2 separate regions of the Zea mays genome follow, and region 2 is linked to region 1. A link is a contact called in public Hi-C data. All regions are on one chromosome and are shown on one strand. The core of a region is the stretch at or near the end of the contact, and the rest is flanking DNA. Distances in the headings are between cores, read along the strand shown. Region 1 holds the start of LOC100194144. Region 2 has its middle 24 kb from the start of LOC109945263.

The links. A called contact is a pair of places that touch in the nucleus more often than the background predicts.
Region 2: a contact with region 1 is called in a Hi-C map of leaf, with 7 times the contacts expected there. The contact joins the enhancer-like site here to the promoter of LOC100194144 in region 1. A contact is called at or near these places in 2 of 25 Hi-C or Micro-C datasets (bundle sheath and leaf).

What each region holds. Positions count from the first base shown.
Region 1 is chr3:107,864,610-107,870,782 of Zm-B73-REFERENCE-NAM-5.0, reverse strand. It overlaps LOC100194144, which reads right to left and starts at 3,931. Exons shown (of 1, transcript NM_001139195.1): 1 at 3,058-3,931. The coding sequence starts at 3,925. The coding sequence ends at 3,140. LOC103650301 (CSC1-like protein RXW8) reads right to left here. Exons shown (of 12, transcript XM_008675906.3): 12 at 5,826-6,173. The coding sequence ends at 6,136. LOC103650300 reads left to right here and starts at 1,311. Exons shown (of 2, transcript XM_008675905.3): 1 at 1,311-1,400; 2 at 1,559-2,211. The coding sequence starts at 1,326. The coding sequence ends at 1,987.
Region 2 is chr3:108,393,596-108,399,493 of Zm-B73-REFERENCE-NAM-5.0, reverse strand. No RefSeq gene overlaps it. Among protein-coding and RNA genes, the nearest start is that of LOC109945263, 24 kb to the right of the region's middle. Within about 2 kb of position 3,908, at least 17 of the 20 cell types and tissues checked have an H3K27ac peak or open chromatin away from gene starts, as enhancers often do. A contact at or near this core is called in bundle sheath and leaf, where this site is marked.

The DNA.
Region 1 (6,173 bases), core at 2,682-5,181:
ATAGTATTATTGTGCATGCCAAAATAATGAGCAAAAGTGTTCTCAGCTAACCATTGGGGGAATATATGAAGTCTTTGTTGGTGTACTTAAACTGTGAGAAGATGAATCAACTAATGTAACATGTGGTTCATCTAACCAAACATCAAATGAGAGGCGACGAGCTGCCAGCGCTCGGTTGGTAGCGGCAACCTGCAGCCGGTCGATGGTGGTGGTGATCTGCGCCCAGGTAGAGGCAGCCACCTGCGCTAGGCCGGTGGTGGCGTCCCGCACCAGGACGGCGCCGGGGACGTCATCTATTGGTGTGTCCATGGTGTGATCGTGGGCGGCGTTTCGCTGCATGTGTCTAGTTCGATAGGCAAAGGAAGAAGAATCGTCACGCTGCCTGCTAGGTCAAGCGTTCAGGGGGGTTTCGCGAAAATTGCACGGGGATGTGGCAATGTTTTAAATCACCGGAGATCGCTGCCGCTATCGCCGGAGATCGCTTCTGGCAAACAATGCCGCTAGGAGATTACAATTCTGCCGCTATTGCTTGCTGACCGCTATTAGCCGCTATTAGCCGGTGAAATCCGTTAAATGGGCCATCTTCTAGCGGCAGCTAAATCAAACTTGGGCCATTTTCTTGCTTGCGTCCGACCCAGCCCATTATCTCCCTCTGCCTTTTCTTGTGCAAAACTGCAAACCCTAGCTCAGACTCTCATTTCCAAAAGGCACTTGCGGCTGGCTTCAACCTGATGGCGGCGGCTGGCTTCAACAGTTCAAGTTCAACACGTTGGTTCCCTGCTGGCGGCAAGCAATGAAGCAAGTAGCAACAATCAGGGCAGCACTCCAATAGTATTCTCTCCACTCTCCAACCTCCAATTGCTGTTCAGTTGAACCGGCACCATGTCTCAGCAAGAGAAGCAAACAGGCATGTATTTTTCAATAGTGTAGTCCCTTGTAGCTATGTTTTCTGCAGCATTTTTTTGTGATTAAAGTAAGCTCCACATCTTTTACGGTTTCATGGTTTGTCTTTATTGTCCTGCTGGTGGTGCCGTCGATGTCTTTTGAGACAACCAATTGACTTGTAGTTATGATTGTTTTACCGTATCATTCACTTGAGTATCATCCTATTTCTTTCAGATGAACTTTAATTCAAAATATTCCATGGTGGATATATATAAAAGTATAGACACTGCAAAAAAAAGGTGGAGCTGCGATGGGGCATTTGATATTGCAAATAGATTAACAATCTGGACACTCTATTGATACCTTTTTTTAAACAATTTTATTGACTTCTCCGTGTACCATGTACCTAAACCTGGTCAACAGCTGAACTATAATTTAGGATGGTGGCTTCAAAAATTCTAAATCTAACATGTAGTTCCTCAGCTTGTGAGAGAAATTGGTCCGTATTTGAACAGGTAAATACACTTATGTGGGATCTGTTTGGCCACTTGTGAATATTTTTAGTAGTAAAACTGCAAGCTCTACTATCCAAATGCATAGAAAACCATATTTATTGTACTGTTTCAAATCTTGTTTCAAACATATTATCTTATGTTCACTATTTCACTCATAGGTTCATACAAAAAGGAGAAACAGGCTACTTCATGATAGGATGAGAGACCTTGTGTTTGTTAAATTTAACTCCAAGCTAAGGGGAAAGAAGGAGAGAATAGACAAAGATCCTTTAGAGAGGGAAGTAGATGATGTTGTTGGTGATGATGACAATGAATTCATTACTGGTATTGTACCTCTTCCGAATGATGTTGTTGAACCAGCGCAAGATGGAAGATCACAGGGAGAACAAACATCACAAGCACAAGTTCAAGTACAAGCAAAAAGAAAGAGGTCTATGAAGCCTAGAAAGAAGTTAAGAAGCCTCCAGTCTCTGATGCGTGATGTTCAAGTTCAAGTGCAGCAGTCCTCATCAGATTCAGAAGATGGTGACATTGCAATGGAATCCTCTGAATCTGATAAGTCTCCACATGCCTTTGATTCTGATTGATGCTAGATTACAATGTTATATTTGACCTTGTGGACAGTCATTTTGGGTGAACTGTGAACTAAACTAATGATCTCAATGTCTTGGAGCTTAGACATTTTGTTTTAAGTTAAGCTGAGCTCAGACATTTTGTTTTAAGTTAAGCTGCTCAGACATTTTACGGCAGTCATGTATAGAGCTGAACTCCTATATGTATGACAATATGTATGACTATCAAATTTGTTGTCTATTCATCTGTGTCAAATTTATACTCTATTTTTTTTTTTTTGCAAATCCGCTAAAATGTTTAGCTTCCGCTATAGCCGGTTATAGCTGGACTTAGCTGTTCTGGAACCCAGCCGCTAAACCTCTTAGCCCGCGATTTAATACACTGGGATGTGGGGAGAGGTGGAAGGAGTATTTCGCAAAATTGGTTGTTGCCATCGGATGTGTAATAGACGCTCTAGATTTAATATGCGCATATGAGTACGGTACCGGTTTGAGCACACTATACATGTACTAGATTTAATATGCTCATTGATCTTGTTCGTTCAGCCTGTTGGTGCATGAAAACGCCACTATATATTCACCTATACAATACATTTATATTTGATTGACCGGAGGAAGAAAAAAATCTAGCACGCAAAAAAATCTAGCGGACTGTTTATCTTCCCACCGCTCTAATCAAGGACATAAACAGTCCGCCGGGCGGGTTTCTAAAAAACGACATGGCAGGAAGTGAGAGAGATGGGAGGCCATTTTAGCAAAAAGGCAGGAGAGAGATGAGATAATTGTAAGACACTGGATCTTAAATGAAAGGACAGGATTTAATCCGTATGATTGGTTTCCTGGCCGGCTGTGTCCAGGCCCGTGGGATGCGTTGACCGTAGCTGCTGACTGTAGTTGCGTGTTTGATTGTTTACCTGCACAGCACTATCCGAGCCGGTATGCGTCGGTGCAGGTCAGATCTAAAAAGGGCTCGTTCACTTGCATGCCCAGGGCGCGGGGAATCGGCCGTATCCCGCGGGACAGGATTAGGCGAGCCTGCATGCGCTCGCGCATACATCCAATCATACGAAATATGTGTATGATGTGTACCAGCAGATCATGTGCACTAGATATGTTGCCAAAATAAAAAGCTCTGCAACATATATATGCAATGGGTCGATATATATTTTAGTATGGCTTAACGCCGTCGTAGTTCCCCGGCGGCCAGTAGCTGCACATGATGATGGTGTCGCCGCTGTTGCACTTGATGCGTCCGCAGCCGACGCTGGTGGTGGTCTTCCAGACGACGGCCTTGTAGTGGCCGCACATCTTGCCGGGGTCGCAGGTGTCTGAGTTGTAGTGGTAGTTCTTCTTCTCCTCGCTCCAGCCGTCCACGGTGATCTTCCAGGTCAGCCCCGGGGTGCCCTCCATCAGGTTCTCCCCGTACGGCGACGACGAGTGGATCTGCTGGCAGTTGCCCTTGAGCGTCTCCGCGTACTGCTGCGAGAACCTGGCCAGCGTCGCGTTCCACACCAGCGGAGGCACGTGCTCCTTGGCGCGGAACACGTTGTGCTCGTTCACGATCTCCTCGATCGCCTTCCCGTTCAGCCCAACCTCTGGGTCGCCGTCGGGGTCCAGCCCGCCGCCGCCTGAGGAAGCCTTGCCGGTTGCACCGCCGTAACCCCCGCCGCCTGACGAAGGAGTCGTCGTCGTCTCCTCAGCGGCAGGCGTGGATGGCGCTGCCTCGCTAGGGGTGGAGTAACCGCCGCCTGACGAAGGGGTCGTCGTCTCCCCAGCGGCAGGCGTGGATGGCGCTGCCTCGCTCGGGGTGGAGTAGCCGCCGCCGCCGCCTCCGCCACCGGCCTCCAACCCGCCGTAGCCTCCGCCTCCGCCTCCGCGGAAAGTCTTCTCCGCCGCGGCGAGACGGCCAGAGAAGAGGAGCAGGCAGAGCACGGCGGCTATTGTCATCGTCATGGCTCGGCGACGCATCATGCGGCATTCGCCTCTGTTCCAATCCAGATGCATGCTCTTTGTAGCAACGAATCGCTGCTATTTTTTGGCCGGCTATGCATGCATGCCACTGAAAGCTGGACACGTGCGCTGCTATTCTTCGACGGCCACGCGACCCATGCCGTCGACCGCGCGCCAGACCACACGGTCCTTGCTCGACTGGGCCCAACCCAAACGTCTTCTCCTGCCTTCAATAAGTGGGCCTCATGTAGGAGTATATCAGAATGGCCCATCTTGTAGAGCCATGCCTCCAGCATCCTGAAAATAATTTGCTAGTAAATGAAAACATCCTGGCTGAAATACATAAAGTAGTAGTGATTCATAGCTCCTCAGAAACCAATGATATAGATCACATCTTGATACATTACATGACAGGGAAAAATCGTAAAAACCACCTCTAATACCACTTGAATTTTATAACACTCTCGGAAAACCATCTCTTAGAGCATCTCCATTAGCTCTGAAAATATTTATCCTAATACATAAAAATTGGAACCTCTTAAAAATTTAGTTCCTAAAAAAATTTGTTAATACTCCAACAACTCCCAAAAGGAAATCGCTCGTCCTTTGCGTCCAACAACTCCAACAACATCTCCATTAGCTCAGAGTTCAGCCGGAGTCGCTCGTCCTTTGCGTCCAAATCGATCTACTCGTGGATGTATTTCCGCTTGGGAGGAGGCAAGCTGGGCGGCCTCGTCCTTGGAGCAATCGAACTCCACAGAGAGGGAAGCGTACCGTTGCTCGAGGAGGGAGCAGGTCTGCTCGACAGGGACGCAGCGCCTCGCGCGATACCTGCTGCCGAAGCTCACGGATGGCGCCAAAAGGAAATCGCGCGAATTGGAAAACTAGCGGCGGATTGGGAGCACGGTGCCTGCCTGCCCGGCGAATATTTGCGCCGCGTGTGGGGTGATATACGCGTGCGGCAATTTAAGGAGCACAGCTAGAAAACGGTTGGAAAGGTTTTTTTTTCTCTAAAAAGAGGATTGAGATTAAGGTTTTAAGGAGCTATTACAGATGCACTTTAGTGTGTTCGAAAATAAGTAGATTGGAGGGGATTGATGTTGCTATAATCTATTACTATTCAAAATTAAATAGTAAGAGATTGTAGCTTCCTCAATCATCTTCATTACACTTGTCACTTGCTCCCAAACAGACCTTTACAGTAAAAACCATCTTTAAAGACATGTTCCGTTGAAAATGCTACCAGTCGGAACCAATTGAGAAGCAAACTAGTTGGGAAACAAAGGAGTTGAAGAGGATTGAAGGTTTGTTAGAATAGTAATAAGATTTTAGGCTCCTCAATTCCATCCAATATCCTTTCCAAACAAATCCTCGGGGAGCTAAAATCCTCTTCCATAGGATGGAGATTTTAGCTAATTCAATTCTCTTTTCCGTTAGAGCTAGAACTAGTTTGGGAGTCAGAGGCTTGAGAGGCTTAAATCCTCTTTATATTTAAATTAAATATAAATATAATTTTAGACTCTCCAATCTACTTGTTTCCAAATTAGTTTTTATGGTTTATAACCTACGCTATAAGGGTCTCTTATGATCTTTTATGGTTTATAACCTACGGTATAAGGGTCTCTTATGATTGCATCGCGTAATTCTACTTTCAATAAAAAAAACGTGGTAAGACGTCGCCAAGGTCATGTTCTTAAAAAAAGGAATATGATACCCAACAGCTGCAGATATGCAGATACCAGCTCAATGCTACATGTTAAGAACCTCCACACCTGCTGCTCGACAGCATGGACTAACATGCTTACAGCTTGTCAGACAAACCAATTAGTATAATTCTCAATACCTCAATATGATTGGCGCATGAAGACTAACAGACCTGCTAAAGTTGCGAGGCTCAAACACAAACCAATGGAGAGGAGGACATTATACATCTAGATCACTTTGGCCACATTAATCTCTTACAACAAAACCATGAGCATTAATTTCATCAACGTGCAAGGCTAAGGTTTGGGTAGCTGAATCTGCCAGATAACCCGCAGAACCAACAAACTCATCCATGCGACAAAACAAAATTGCACCTCAACACTCATGATGATGTTCTCCCACAGACTTCTACATTAGCCCTTCTCTCTTCTAAGGGAACGATCGTATATGCATGTATGCCTCTGTACATTTATATAGCCAACAAGCAAAGGGGGTTGGCGGCTAACTAATTATCCGATTTTCTGTTCTGATAAACCTCTTCTCTGCA
Region 2 (5,898 bases), core at 2,659-5,158, 530 kb before region 1:
GTTCGTGCGAAGCATGCCAGAAATTCTCGCCTTGAATAGGCGCCACTTCGCAACTCACAAAGCTTATTGAACATACCTAGCCACTACAACGTTGGGGACTAGACATCGTCAGACCACTACCCATAGCACAAGGCAACCTAAAATTCACCTTTGTTGTTGTTGAATACTTCACCAAGTACATCGAGGCTAGAGCCGTATCAATAATAACCTCCAAAACAGCGCAAAGTTCTTCTGGCAGAACATCGTGTGTCGGTTCAGAGTCCCATCAGAGCTAACAGTCGACAACGGAAAATAGTTCGACAACCAAGACTTCCGGGAATTCTGCAACTCTATCGGCACGAAGGAAGTGTTCGCTTCTGTCTACCATCCGCAATCCAACAGAGTAGTTGAACATGCCAACAACAAGATTTTCAGTGCCATCATGAAAAGGCTACTCGACGACAAGAAAGGCGAATGGGCAGACCAGCTTCCCGAAGTCATATGGGCATTGAACACAATAGAATCTAGAGCGATCGGATTTACACCTTTCCTCTTGATGTACGAATCCGAAGTAATGACGCCGCAAGAGCTGAAGCACGGATCTCCACGAGCGAGCTCCACAGCCACTCGTGATGTCGACGAGTCAACCTACAAGGAAGTTATCGACGGAGATCGTGTTCTTGCCCTGGAGGCACTAAACAAATACCAAGCGCAGATGAATGCATGGCACAACAACACTGTCATCCCCTAAGAATTCGAGGAAGGAGACCTAGTCCTCACAAGAACCACCAGAACAGAGTCCTGGGAAAGCTCAAACCCAAATGGGAAGGGCCCTTCATCGTCAAGACAAAAACATCCACTAACGCCTACAGGCTCGCTTCACGATCCAGTGAAGACCTAGAGCACTCATGGAATGTGGATAACTTACGAAAATTCTTCGTCTAGTCCCAAGGCCTTCGCACCTTTGTAATTTTCGCAGACACTATCTCTATCAGGCCCGCACTCTTTTCCTCACAGGGGGTGAGGTTTTTAACGAGGTGGAGCCATATAATAAAGTGCCGCAAAAATTCCCCCAAAAACAAAAAATTCAAGACGGCATTATAGATGCGGATGTTGAAAAAGATCGCAGAACTGGTCTTCGGTATTCGACGCCAAAACAATCACCACAACGGCAAGCCTCAGCAGCCATTGTGTGCGACAAATCCAGGCAAAAGTCGCCTAAGGGTGCAGCTGGATAAGCACCATAGGTGCGGGACACCACCCACAGGGTGTGAAGTCTCCTGCAAGACACATTTTTATTCGAGCAAAAGTCACCTAAGGGTGCAACCGGATAGGCATGACAATGTGTAACACCACCCAAATGGTGTGAAGTCGTCTACAAGATGCACATTATCCGAGCAAAAGTCGCCTAAGGGTGCAGCCGGATAGGCACAACAAGTGCGTAACACCACCTAAATGGTGCAAAGTCGTTTACAAGACACACATTGTCCGAGCAAAAGCCGCTCAAGGGTGCAGCCGGATCAACGCAACACGAACGTAACAACACCTACCGGGTGCGAAGTTGTCTACGGCACGCACACGTCTATCCACACAAAAATCGCCTAAGGGTACAACAAACTCACAATAGGCACAACAAAAAACACGAAGTCATCACAAAATAACATCGATATATTAATATAAAGGGCACAAAGGCGCCACCAAGCGCAATTTAGCGCACAACAAATGTTACAACTACACGGTGTACACTACACACGGGATATTCACCCATCACAAATGTGCCCATCGTAGTTCTTCAGCGAAGGGGGGGAGGGCAGCATTTTCACTCATCTTCACCAAAGAACGGCGATGGCAACACTCATTATTACATCAGCTCTTCCTTCGGGATAAGACCAGCTTCTCAGAAATTAAATAGCATCAACCTCAACTCTTCCCCTTCAAAAAGGTCCCGTAGGTCCCCTTCCCCGATGCATGACCTAGACGTCGACGCCAGTAACTCGCGATGGGCACCTTGATCCAGCCGTGGTCCGATCTAAAGATGGGACCTCTCCATGCCCATTCGACGATGTCTTCTAACACCTTGCGAAGACTCACAGACGCTTTGTTTCAACACCCCCATCTTTTTCGCCCTCACAAGTCACCTGGGAGCGCACCGATCAAAGTCACCGACGCTTCGCGGGGGACGGTCCTCAACGGAGACTCCGCTGCAGCTAAATCCAACGCTGCAAAATAGTCTAAATCATCTTCCGAGGATTCATCATCCGTCCACGAAAAAGGGCTCCCCAATTTTCCACCCTCCGAAGACCACAACCCAAAATCTGATTCCCCCGACACATTACCACTAAGAGACATCGCATTTGCATCCATCAAAACATCATCACTCATAACATCATCAGGGTTTACTTGCACAGGCCCGGACGCCGGAACCTGCGCAGCAACCGATCTTCAGTATCATACAAAAACTAACACTATCAGTCTACCCCCTATTACATTATCTCAACCTGCACCGAAGTATCTGCTGTAACACCTCAAAATCTCATTTTGAGAATTATGTAAAATTTTCCCAAGATGTTGAGTTAGAATAATTTTTAAATTTTTGAAGTCACATCTCCTAAAATAAATATAGATAATAATAAAAGATTTAATGATCTTATATATATTAAGTTATTTTTTAAAAAATGTTTAGAGATATTATCTAAAATGGTTAGGTTAAACCAACTCTTAATAAAATTATGCAATAGAAATTATTTCATTAAAACATATATTTGGTGTGTATAAAATATACACTTACAAGTATTTGCTTAAATGAATAATGCAATTAATATAAAAAAATAAACCCTGCACTCATGCTTGGAGTCTTGTCTGTGCATTTAAAGTTAAACTCAAACTTTGATGTGAATTTGAATCTAAATGAAACCTGAATTTGAATTTAAGTAGACAAGAGAGAATGAAAATAGAAAAAAAGGGGAGGAAAAGAAAATATCAAACCTTATCTGGGCCGAAACCCCTTTGTCTCGGCCCACCAACACCTCCGTGTAGCCCACTCTACGCTCTTTCCTTTTCTTTTTCTTTTGTGGCACTTCCATGTGGAGCCTGCTCCGTCGGCTACCTCTTCAGCGCGCACTGGAAGTCGTCCACTGACCTCTGGGACCCACGCCGTCAGCATTCCCCATCGAGCTCACAACAGAATCGCACCCTGCTCCACCCGACGAACCACCATGGCGAGATTTGGAGCTCGGACTTCGATTGCTCAGGTCGTGCTCCTCGGAGTATAAAATGGGGGCCGCTCCTCCCCTCTATCCTCCCTCAAAACTGAGCGCCCCAAAGCCAACCCCCCACCGTGAAACAGGGCGATGAAGGCCGCCGCTGTTGATCTCATCCTACACCATCTTTTGGAGTACGCAAGGTGGACATGAGTGATCTATGGAGTTCACAAAACGTGTCCGATGCAGCTACGAGCGCGGTCGAGGACTGGGATTCCGGGAATTGCTTGCTGAGTTTTCGTGTCGCCGTGAAACCACATAGGACCGTGGAGTGCTTCATTGCCACCATGATTTCGGGTAAATCTATTTCCATCGAGTTCGTCGTTGCTCCTTCAAGCTTTAGCACCTAGGTGTTGGGTGGGGAGTGGCCTAGTCCTAGCATTAGCATGTCGCCGGGAGGCCCTCCGCCGCGGGGTGGCCGGCGCGTCGTCGCTTTCTGGCGAGGGGAATGGCCGAATGGGGCTCGGACTCAAGCGTCCTGGCCACCGCCCTGGGGAAGAAGGTCTTGTGACCATTGATTCCGTGATGGACGGCTTGGATTTTATCGTGGATACCCCTTCGTCTCATAAAGATCTGGCCGTTGCTGGGTGATCGGATGGTGGAAACTGGTTTGTGCCATAATAAAAATCTGGACCATAGTTATTTAATCTGACGGTGTACAGCTCGTACCGGTTCATGCGATGGATCTTTTAATCTGGGCCGTCGGTGTCGGATCGAAGGGCTCATGTGGCGAGATACCCCTTCAGTAGGACGAATATGCAAAAGAAACCCTGAGTTCTTTATAAACCAAACCGACATCCCTCGCTGGTTGAAAACTATTACGGTTAGGTCCCTAGAAATTTACAAAATAGCCCTGATAGTTATAAAGTATTTCTGGAAATTGTTTTTGCTACGAAAATAAATTTAGAATTGTAGAAAAACCATATCTCCTTCGTTTTTACTCGGAATTGATCCATTCCAATTGCATTAAGTTCATTTTAATATTTTTTATCATCTAGTAACCTTATTTTATCATGAAACATAGATTAAAATTGTTTACCTAATTTATCCCGTGCCAAGCACTTAATAACTTCGGAAAATCGTATCTTTAGAACCGTAACTCCGAATTGATCCGTTCGAATTGCGTTAGATTCATAATAATATCATATATGTATAGTATGACACTAACATTTATCACACCTTATACTTTTATTATTAGAAATTTGTCTAGCCTATGTTTAATAGATTAACTCCTCTAATCGAAGTTAACCAATCCATAATTATAGTTTGATTAAAAATATGATCTCTAGTTAAGTTATAATTAAAATTAAGGTTGAGTTAACTATTTATAGAATAGTCTCTCATATGATATACACTAACCAGTTTATAATATAATTTAATATTTAAACCACGTAGATCTGCCATAAATCCTAATTCTTTAACCATAACTCTGATTTTAGTGATTCTCAAACCCACGATCTCGTACCTTCGTGTAGATCATTATTATTCAGTTTGTACTTATGTTTGATGTGATGTTAATTTAGCATATACATTGTTTGTTTGTATTGCTATGACTAGCGCGAGATTACGAGTCACCAGAAGATCATCCTGGTACCTGGAATCTCAAGTCCTACGCAAGTTGTGCCATTGATCACTTCTTTTTACCCAATCACGTTCTTATTACTCATAATGATCTGCATAGGTTAATTTTGATGGGACCCAATAGGTTACCCTAGTTTTACTATCTTTATACCTTGTTTACCACTGAATTTTTGGGTAGTACCTGCTATTGCTTTATGTGGTTTTGGGTATAGAGATATACATTATTCACCATCACACTTTTATTATTAGTTTGTTATTTACTGTTCATGATAAGATCATTATGTTAATTGGAACATGGAGAACCACCTGGGAAAACAGTGCTACCACAAGGGTGGTATGGGACGCCCTTGGCTGACTAACTAGGAAAGCTAGTGGAAGACTACCTTACCCGAAAGGGGCAAGGGCAGTAGGGGAGTGGTCAGTGTAGGGAGGTCCTTGGGTTGATTTTGTTGTGATGGCGGTCAGGCGAGGGATCCCTGCATTGGAGCTTCCTAGAAACTGTAGCGGGTTTTCTGAAGCTAGTGAAACTTTGTAAAGGCCTCATAGTGTTACCCTGCCTCGCTTCCTTGGTAGAGGTGTATGGGATCCATGACCCCTTGGCAGATGGGTAACATGACTTGTGGGTAAACATGTGCAACCTCTGCAGAGTGTAAAACTAGTATACTAGCCATGCTCACGGTCATGAGCAGCTCGGACACTCAATTAATTTATGGAACTAAATTCAATTTGTCATATGCATTGCATTGTAGGTGTTGTTATTACTTTTGTTCTACTACTTAATTAGGTTGAAATTTACTTATACTTAGTAATTGCTAATAAAATTTTGACCAACTTTAAAAGCAGTACTCAGCTCTAACCATCCTCTTTGGTAAGCCTTACACTTCACATGAGCTCCCACCTTTGGCGAGTTCATACACATTATTCCCCACAACTTGTTGAGCGATGAACATATGTGAGCTCACTCTTGCTGTCTCACACCCCCCCCCACAGGTCAAGAACAGGTACCGCAGGATGAGGCGTATGGAGGATGCTGTGACAAGTTCGTGACAGGTCTAGGCTGTCGTCTCCCAGTCAACTT